Linked DNA regions of Rattus norvegicus: region 2 is linked to region 1. A link is a contact called in public Hi-C data. All regions are on one chromosome and are shown on one strand. Each heading gives the region's core, a stretch centred on a gene start, on an enhancer-like site or on the middle of the called end of the contact. The rest is flanking DNA. Distances are from core to core; before and after follow the strand shown.

Region 1 (4,390 bases), core at 1,107-3,606:
TCCTACCAACACTTTTTTTTTTGCTAGTAAGAAAAGGATGTTTTAGGGGGAAAAAAAAAATCACACATGCTAGAGAATCTCTTTTATTATGAACACAGTTCCTTAAGGTATGTGAATGTGTTCAAAACTTAAAATGCAGTTAAACCTGAAACTTCGAAATCAAGTAAGAGGCCAGGCATAGTGGTACATTTTTTTTTCTTTTTTTTCTTTTTTTCAGAGCTGGGGACCGAACCCAGGGCCTTGCGCTTGCTAGGCAAGTGCCCTACCGAGTGGTACACTTTTAATCCCAGCATACTGGAAGCACAGGTAGGAAAGCAAGAAGATGGTGAGTCTGAAGCCAATCTGGGCCATACAGTCAGACCCTATCTCAAAAAAGGAAAGAAGGAAGAAAGGAGGGAGATCTGGTAACATTATTTTTAATATAATCTAGTCATGCTTTTTAGTACTAAAGACTGAACCTATTGCCTTGTTCATGATAAGCAAGCTCTCTACCACTGAACTACATCCCTACTTTTTATTTTTCATTTTTAGATTTATTTATGTGTATGACTGTTTGTCTGCACAGTATATATGTGGAGCACATGCATACCTGATGTCCATGGAGGTCAGAGTCACAGTTGTGAGTTGCCATGTAGATACTGGGAATAGAATCCAGGTCTTGGGGCTAGAGAGATATAGCTCAGTGGTTTAGAGCACTGGCTGCTCTTCCAGAGGTCCTGAGTTCAATTCCCAGCAACTACATGGTGGCTCACAACCATCTGTAATGGGAGCCCTCTTCTGGTGTGTCTGAGGACAGCTACGGTGTATAAAGTACTCATATACATTAGATAAATAAACCTTAAAAAAAAAAAAAAGAATCCAGGTCTTTTGCAAAAGCACCAGGTACTCTTAACCACTGAGAGCTATCTCTCCAGCCCCCTGTATCCTCACATTTTTAAAAAGATTTATTACCTATACACTGTTCTGCCTGCATGTACCCCCGCACACCAGAAGAGGGCACCAGATTTCATTACAGATGGTTGGGAGCCACCATGTGGTTACTGGAAATTGAACTCAGGACCTCTGAAAGAGCAGTCAGTGCTCTTAACCGCTGAGCCATCTCTCCAGCCACTCTTCCCTTACTTTTTAAAAGAAAACTTTTTATTTGAAGGTGGGTGGTGGTGGTTTGTGCCTTTAACTCTAGCATTTGGGAGGCAGAGATAGGAGGAGCTCTGAGTTCGAGGCCAGCTTTGTATAAAGAGCAAGTGCCAGGACTACACAGAGAAACCTTGTCTAGGGTTAAAAAATAAAATAAAACAAAACCCAACAACTGCCAACTAAACCCCAACTTTGTATTTGAGACACATTTTGCCTACAATTCATTCTGCAGCCTAGACAAGCCTGAAGCAACAATCCTCCTGCCTCAATCTACCAAGTAGCTAAAATTAGGGGTCACATACCAAGGCCAGTTTCACTTTTGGATGAACGTTAACTTATTTATGGCCAAATGCTTTACAGGCATTATTCTAGAACCTAGGATTAAACGTATGAAATAAGACAGACTTGGAATTTATAATTGGGTGTGGCCCGGGCAAAGTTAATAGACAAGGAATATACTGAGATACTGAGTAATGACAGAAGAGAATTCCAAATGCTAAAGCAGAACCGCGAGCAAAAGCATACGGGTATAACGAAAACACCTATTTACCACCTGAGACGAAATACAAGCAGAATTGTTCCTGCCCTCAGTCTAAGGAAACAACACATGAAGTAGAGGGAGTGATGGTTTAAGGGTTGAGAAGCGTGCGAAACTACATTAACAAGGCTAATTTTCATTCCCTCGGGAATCAGGGTAAGGAAACCAGGTCCCCGGTTCCCTGCTGCCAAGGCAACGGTCCTGAACTGAGGGGACAAGCATCCTTCTCTCCCGGCTTGGTACAGGGATGAACCCTAGACCTCATGTCAGTCACCACTCAAAGCTATAGAGCTTGAGAGACTCGTCTCAGCTCTACTGAGAACAGAACCAACACTCCAATGGGCCTGTTCAAAAAGAAAGTTCCCTCCCTTTCCCCTCAGCATCACCGATGGGCCGGAGCGACCTCTGTCCTTTTCCCGGATAGGGTCTCACCGGTTGGTGGCCTCCTTCACCTACCTAGTACACAGCGGGGAGACCTGGTACCAGGCACCTGCTAGCTGAAAAGCCGACACAGCCCAAAGAAGAGAAGTGGGAGAGAAGGAAGAGGGGCCCAAGAAAAAAAGCGTAAGCGTGAAGGCTGTGGAAGTTCCCAGAGGAGCAAATAATGAGACTACAGGCCAACAATTTCCAAGCCGGCTCTTACCGTCTGTGGGAGACGCCATCTTCCAGCCCATGTCACGTGACGTGGCCAACCGTCGGCGGGAAAGCGAGGATCCGCAAGCCACGCCCCTTACAGGGGTAACCTATCCTTAACTCACAGCCCGGTCTCGTTTCCCTATCTCATAGGGTAATATTTGCCTAGTCCCACCCTAGACAGCAGCCCTACCCGCGAGTGGTAGTTAAGGTGAAACTCAGGCAAAATTCTTCAAGGACTTTATTTACTTTCCTTAGCAAAGGGGCGGGACCTTGAGGGCCTACCTATAGCCAATCGGAGTTCTCGGTTAGGGGGCGTCTTCCCCGTGTGCTTAATATGCAGTACCAAGTCTAGGGGGCGTCTCCCTATCTCCGCCAACAAAAATAGGCTGAAGTCAGAGAAGAGGAAAACGCTTCCGCCTTTGACCAATCACCTATCCCCAAGGCTGGGAGTGATGGGTGGAGTCAAGAATCCTGACACATGATTGGTTATGAAAAGTGCCCCTTCCCTCCAATGGAGAGGCTAGGTTGTGTTCGGGGCGTAGCTTAGCGCTGTAGCTTCTAGGGAGGCACTGGCAGCGGAGGCGCGGGGAGCTGGGCAGAGTCTGGTGAGCCATGGCGGCGGCAGTGGCGGCAGCAGCAGCAGTGCGGTCCCGGATCCTGCAGGCGAGTGAGGGTGGCGACGAGGGACCATGACGTTAGAAATGGGTCCTTTCCGCCCGGTCTCTAAACCATGCTTCTGCTGGACAGATTTCTTGGCCCAGACCCTTCTTTGCAGACCCTTGTGTTCCACCAGACCCGTGTGTTTGAGCTGTCACTCCGTATTGCCTGGCCCGGGAATCCAGCCCCGGACGGTCACGCCTGGCCCACCCCACTTTTACTCCTGATCCTTTCCTTTTCTAGCTCTGACCCACCCACCTTCAGTCCAGCTCAGTCTTTGCTATCACCCGCGGGCTTGCTTTCTCTCATTGGTTCCTCCCACGGACTCCCTTTCACCTCTGTGCCAGCCACCTCTGGGCCCCAGAAACTCCTTTTGGTTACTGTTTATAGAATACTTTCCTTTGCCAGGAGCGTCCCTTCCCCCATCCAGCCTCTATGTGAGGTAAGAGGGGGTAGGAACATGGAACAAGGGTCAGAGAAGAAACTTTGAATCTCTAGACATGTACCCTGGCTTTTCACATCAAAGGCAGCCATTTGCTAGCGTTTACCAACTATTCTGGCCCTTAGTGTTTTTTTCCCAAGCTCTGGGCCAAGTTAAACTTTCTCAGCGAAGTTAAACTTTCGAGATAAATAAGGGCGTTATTGTTTTGCTAACGCTACTAAACATTCCCCAAACAGGTGGTAGAAGATGAGACCCTAGGAAGACACGTTCCCAGAGTCAGTTCTCAAGTGCCAACACACCCTCCACTCTTCTAGGCTACGATTTTAACCGCACAGAAAGAAGCCAGCCCAAGGGAAGTTGTAGAGCTACAGAAGCCTCAGGCCTGTGGTCCCGGCTTTGATTATAGCCTTTCCCATGTGTTTGCATCGTAGCACGGACTTAGAATCTGACACAAGATTTGCTCTATTCCCGGCAAGATTCTTAATCCAGCATTAAGCAACGATGTCTTTTATTCATCCAGCCTAGGAATGTCTCCTGTTGCACTTTTATATAAAATTTTATGTCTGTTCATCAGGTTTTTAGGAGTTCTACTGCAGAAATGTGTGCGTGCATTTGGTTCTTGGCCGAGTCACCAAAGGTTCAGGTTTGAATGTTGTTTAATGGGACCATGAAGAGAGTGAGCTGGAGGTCTTAGAAGGTTGGCATGACTTCACTCCCCTGGCGCTATTCTGGTGTCTTTTTGGAGTAACAGATACAGCATTTCCTCTCTACGTTTTCCATTGCCAACCTCTTAACATCCTTTATAAAAATTGCTCCCCTCTCGTCCTTACCCCATTACCACAAGTCACTAAAAATCCTAAGGTATTTTGTCCTTTGCACAAAGGAGTAGAATTTCTCTTCCCATATATGTTATTTTTGGAACAAATACTCTTAAAAAAAAACCCAAGTTGTAAAAACCTCTAAACTGACTTGGAAAAAGA
Region 2 (4,390 bases), core at 1,001-3,500, 300 kb before region 1:
CCATGGCCCCCTGAGATAGCCTTTGTGGAGGCTTCGGGAGGGAAAGGGGAGACTGGAGAGATTAGATTAGTGTCCATGGCTGTTTGCTGTTGGATTACGTCGGCAGGTCCAGGCAAGATGAGGCAGGGATGCTTGAGGATGTCAGATAACCTGTCAATCCACTGTGAAGGATGGCTTCCCAGAATCTTCTGGCTGGCCGGGAGTATTACCTCTTCTGTATCTAAGTGCCTCCTGAGTCCCAAGCACCCTGCTTATCGATCCGATGAGTCTCCATGGTAGCCTCTGCCCAACGCTTCAACAGCAGTGACTAACTCTCCATGGTCCAGAGACGGCCTGAGGGAAGGTCTGCGCAGAAACTTAGCTCTGACTGGCTGCTGCTTTGCGGTTAGCTCTTGTTCTTTGGTAGTTTTCATTAAAGCCAATACTTGGTTGCAGGTGCTTGGTTTTGTTTTTTAACAGTATTAGTCTGTATCCTCTCTCCGCACGTGAGATGGAGCCTCCCCATAAATTCTAACTTGCCACTCTCGTGTTTGTGTTCAGTCTGTGGCCGCCCACTTCTTCCAGATGGCAGTCTCTTAGGTCCGTAGCAGGCAGCACCCAGTTCCGAAGCTCTAGAGAAGACTCACAGACACTTCCTTTTCCTCTTTTTTTTTTTTTTTCATCATCATGGGTCTTCATTTGCTGCCAGCTCCAAGGGGTTGAGGGCTACTCACGCACAGCCTTGGTCTCTTCCAGCAGACAGTACTGGCTGGGAGTCAGGGAGGGTGGGGAGAGGGTTTGAGTGCCTGCAAATTCCCCTCATGGAGTGTGGAGAGCCACATCACTGACAACCTACCAGATGGCTGCTGGATCACATAGCATTATGGGGACAGCCTGGGCTTCCCCATGGCCATGCATACAGTAGGGCCGGGAGATCCTGTCCTGAGCCAGGAATCTTACTGGGCCATGGTGGGGTAAGCTTCTGGCCTTGGAGACCTCTGCTGCTTGGATCACAGAAAGCTAGGGGGAATTCAGGGGTGCTCAGTGCACATGAAGTGTGCAAGTCACTGGGGTTAGTCCTGTAAACACAGCAACACAGGCACAGAATGGGAAAGACGCGCCTCCAGAATTACACAGCACAGCTGGGGTCCACTCGGTCCTCTGACTGGCACTCAAGGGAGGTCACATTGTGCTCCCAGGCTCACCATGCTGGGCCTCACACACATGGGACTCTGCACTTGGGCATTGATTTTTGTGGTGCTGGGGGTGGGGGTGCGGGTTGGTGGTCAAACATTATCCTCACTTGGCTAGACAAGTGCTTTGTCCCATCCCTGCAGTGGATACCTTTCCCACTTTGATGGTCCTTAAGTTTGTCACTTACTTTCTACAAGGCGTACAGGCTATTCTGCCTTAAACCAGAGCATTCCCCATCTCCCAAGCCCCATGTTCCCACACTTTGCCTAAACTGAAGCATGCAGGATCACAGGCAGAGGGGAGTAAGGACAGTCTGAGGAGAGCTATTCAAACACAGAAGGAAGTCTTCAGAGTGCAGCCCACCACTGAACTAGTGATCCTCCTGCTTCGGGGTGCAGCTTCCAAATCCTGTCCAAACTCATCAGGGACCAGCTTTTGTGTGCCTTGAAGTGGGTCTTGGGTTGAATGGGATGGACACACACATACACTTGGAAAGGACGGGACAAACTAGAAAAAGGAAGTTGCCCAAAGCCTTGGCCCAGAGAACAGGGTCTGGAGGCTGCACTCTAGGGGCTAAGGACAAGACAGACAGCCGAGTCCACCAGAGGGACCACCTGACTAATAAATTACCAATAAAAAGTAATAAATTAGTCTAGAGGGCTTGCTATTTACAAGTCACTGGCACCCCCATCCCAGCCCTTCCTGGGAGAGGGGGCACCCTCTGTCCAAATCCTAGGCTGATGCTGCACCCCATCTAGGTGTGACTTTGTGAAGATAGCTCTAGGTGGGTGGAATTGTGACAGATTAGGTGGGCTTTCCTGGCTGGTCCTGGGGTTCCAGCCATGGCCTCTGCACTCTGCACCCTGCACAGTGAACTTTGGCTCCGAAGCTCTAGAGAAGACCCAACTCACAGACACTCCCTGTTTCCTTCTCCATAGAAAGTAACCTTGTGCTGAGTTGCTGTATTTACACTGCCAAGCATGCTCGAAGCAGCAAACATTACCCAATGAATAGCAACACCCGAGGAGTGGTGACCGGGACATCACATGCCCTGATGGGGAAGCCTAGAAAGGGAAGGAAAAAGAGGCAGTGGCTCTAAGGAGGCAGGAGGGAGATGAGTTCCAAGCCAGTCCAAGCAGCATAGTGAGATCCTGTTTAAATAAAGAAGTAGACTCAGCCAACAAGAGGCAGAAGGGTCACGAGTCCCACACCAGCCTGAATTTGTACATACTTAACCCCTCTGTCATCTACCCACACCTCCCCTGACTCAATCTCAGTGCTAGAAGGCAGAGGAATGAGACCAACCCCACCTATAAAATGAATTCAAGACCGGCCTGGGCTAAATGAGACTCAGTCTCAGAGAGAGGGGGAGGGGAAGAGAGAGAAAAGGAGGAAGGAGGGAGGGAGGGAAGGAAGGAGGGAGGAAAAGGTAGAGAGCATCCTAGCCGATAAAAGTTCCACTGATTAAATCTTGAAATGACAGATATGGTCATAGATCATAGTTTGTTGTAGGGAACACACACATTATTTTTGAGATGAGGTCTGATATATCTCAGGCTGGCTTTGAACTTGCCACGTATCAGAAAACCTTGAATTTCTGATCCTCCCTGCTTCTACCTCAAACCCCACATACATAGAATCCAAATAGCACTGGACCCTTGTTTCTTCACCTGTGAGTTTTCCAGGACAACCACCAGGGGGCAGCAATGGGTCAGTAATGAAGTTCTTGCCAGCCATCAGTTTACCCGCTGTACTATCTGAGGTCCTTTGTCTATTCTTTACCCCTGAGCCCACCCTGTCTTCCCATGTAGAGGAGGTATGAGTCAGAATCATGTGAACTCCAAAAGTAGTTACCTACTGAGGTCACTGCTTCCAACTGCCTGTGGTTAGATGATGGCTCCTCCAATTATTCAGCTGCGAGTGTGAGCTGTAAATGAGTTCATCTCCCCGAGCTTCAATTTTGATTTTCCTAATCCATTGACCAGGGACAATGGTGGCACAGTGTGAAGTGAAATGAGGCATGTAAAACACTTACATGAGTCAGGGCGTGTAGCATACACGCTGCTGGCATCAGCCCTTGTGCTAGGCTGCTCGTTTTGTCTAGAAATAGGAAAATCCAGAGGCTCAATCTGATGTGTGGTAATGTATCTCCTCAGAAAAAAACACAGCTATCTTCTTTGTGTGGGGGCTTGCTGAGGGGCCAGGAGGAACTCACTTCTGTGTTTGCTGACTCCCTATTCCCTAAAGATTTGTCTTGCCTTTTTAGCTCTGTAGTAACTAACACCTCCCAAACCCCAAAAAATTAGGGAAGGGAGGGGGAAGCTCTGTTAGTGTCCTTATGTGAGCAGGAGGTGACCCAACAGCTTAGGACTGTTTGCCAGCCAGCCACCAGGAGGCTCACTGGAGCCTGCAGTTGTGAGATAGGTAGACTCCCGTGGGAGGATTAGTTTGAAAGGTCATTCCTACAGAAAGTTCACAGTCATTAACACAGAAGCCTCCAATCCTAAGCACACAGAGAGTCCTGCACTTTCCAAGGCCGGTCTCTGTGCGAGCCTTGAGTCTTAGACCCAACTCCTCTCTTATGTGAGTTTGAGGCAGGTAAATCTCAAGACCCCCATTGTTATGGTCTGTTCTTCATGCTAGTCAAAACCAATAGGTGAAACAACTTCAGATCCTGGGCTGCTTGATTTTGAAGAGTGTGTGTGTGTGTGTGTGTGTGTGTGAACAGTGAGGGCAGGAGATAGACAACTTACTAGATAAAAATGCTTGCCAAAGAAGTGTGAGAACCCGTCCTCGGATCTCTAAAAAACCTAGATGTGGGGCTGAAGAGGTGGCTCAGTGGTTATCGGCTGCTCTTCCAGAAGACTGGGATTTCGTTCTCAGCACCCACATGATGGTTCATAGCTCTCTGTAACTGCACTTCCAGGGGATCAGACACCCTTTTTTAGGCGTGGTATACACATAATACATGATACAGGGACTTATTGGGGCTGGGGAGTTTTGGAGCAGGAGCGGGAGCTGTGGCAAAGCAAGAATGGGGTAGAAATGTGTCCAAACCCCAGAAATTTCATCCTGAGATTGGCAGGAGTAGGATCACTGTCCCCCTGCTCCGGGCCTTTGTGTCCTGGAGCATGAAGCTCGCACCCCCACCTTTGCCCCCTGGGGGAGGCTATATAGCCAAGTAACCTGGTCAAGCTTCCTCTCCCCTTATAAGGTC

Evidence for each region. A called contact is a pair of places that touch in the nucleus more often than the background predicts.
Region 2: a contact with region 1 is called in a Hi-C map of mammary epithelial cells, with 2.3 times the contacts expected there. The contact joins the enhancer-like site here to the promoter of Lin52 in region 1. A contact is called at or near these places in 3 of 12 Hi-C or Micro-C datasets (the A7r5 cell line, the Rat2 cell line and mammary epithelial cells).

What each region holds. Positions count from the first base shown.
Region 1 is chr6:109,828,215-109,832,604 of GRCr8, reverse strand. It overlaps Lin52 (lin-52 DREAM MuvB core complex component), which reads right to left and starts at 2,356. Exons shown (of 6, transcript NM_001398854.1): 1 at 2,319-2,356. The coding sequence starts at 2,337. It overlaps Aldh6a1 (aldehyde dehydrogenase 6 family, member A1), which reads left to right and starts at 2,880. Exons shown (of 12, transcript NM_031057.2): 1 at 2,880-2,974. The coding sequence starts at 2,924.
Region 2 is chr6:110,124,456-110,128,845 of GRCr8, reverse strand. Npc2 (NPC intracellular cholesterol transporter 2) reads left to right here. Exons shown (of 4, transcript NM_173118.2): 4 at 1-521. Among named protein-coding and RNA genes, the nearest start is that of Npc2, 23 kb to the left of the region's middle. Within about 2 kb of position 2,250, at least 18 of the 93 cell types and tissues checked have an H3K27ac peak or open chromatin away from gene starts, as enhancers often do. A contact at or near this core is called in the A7r5 cell line, where this site is marked.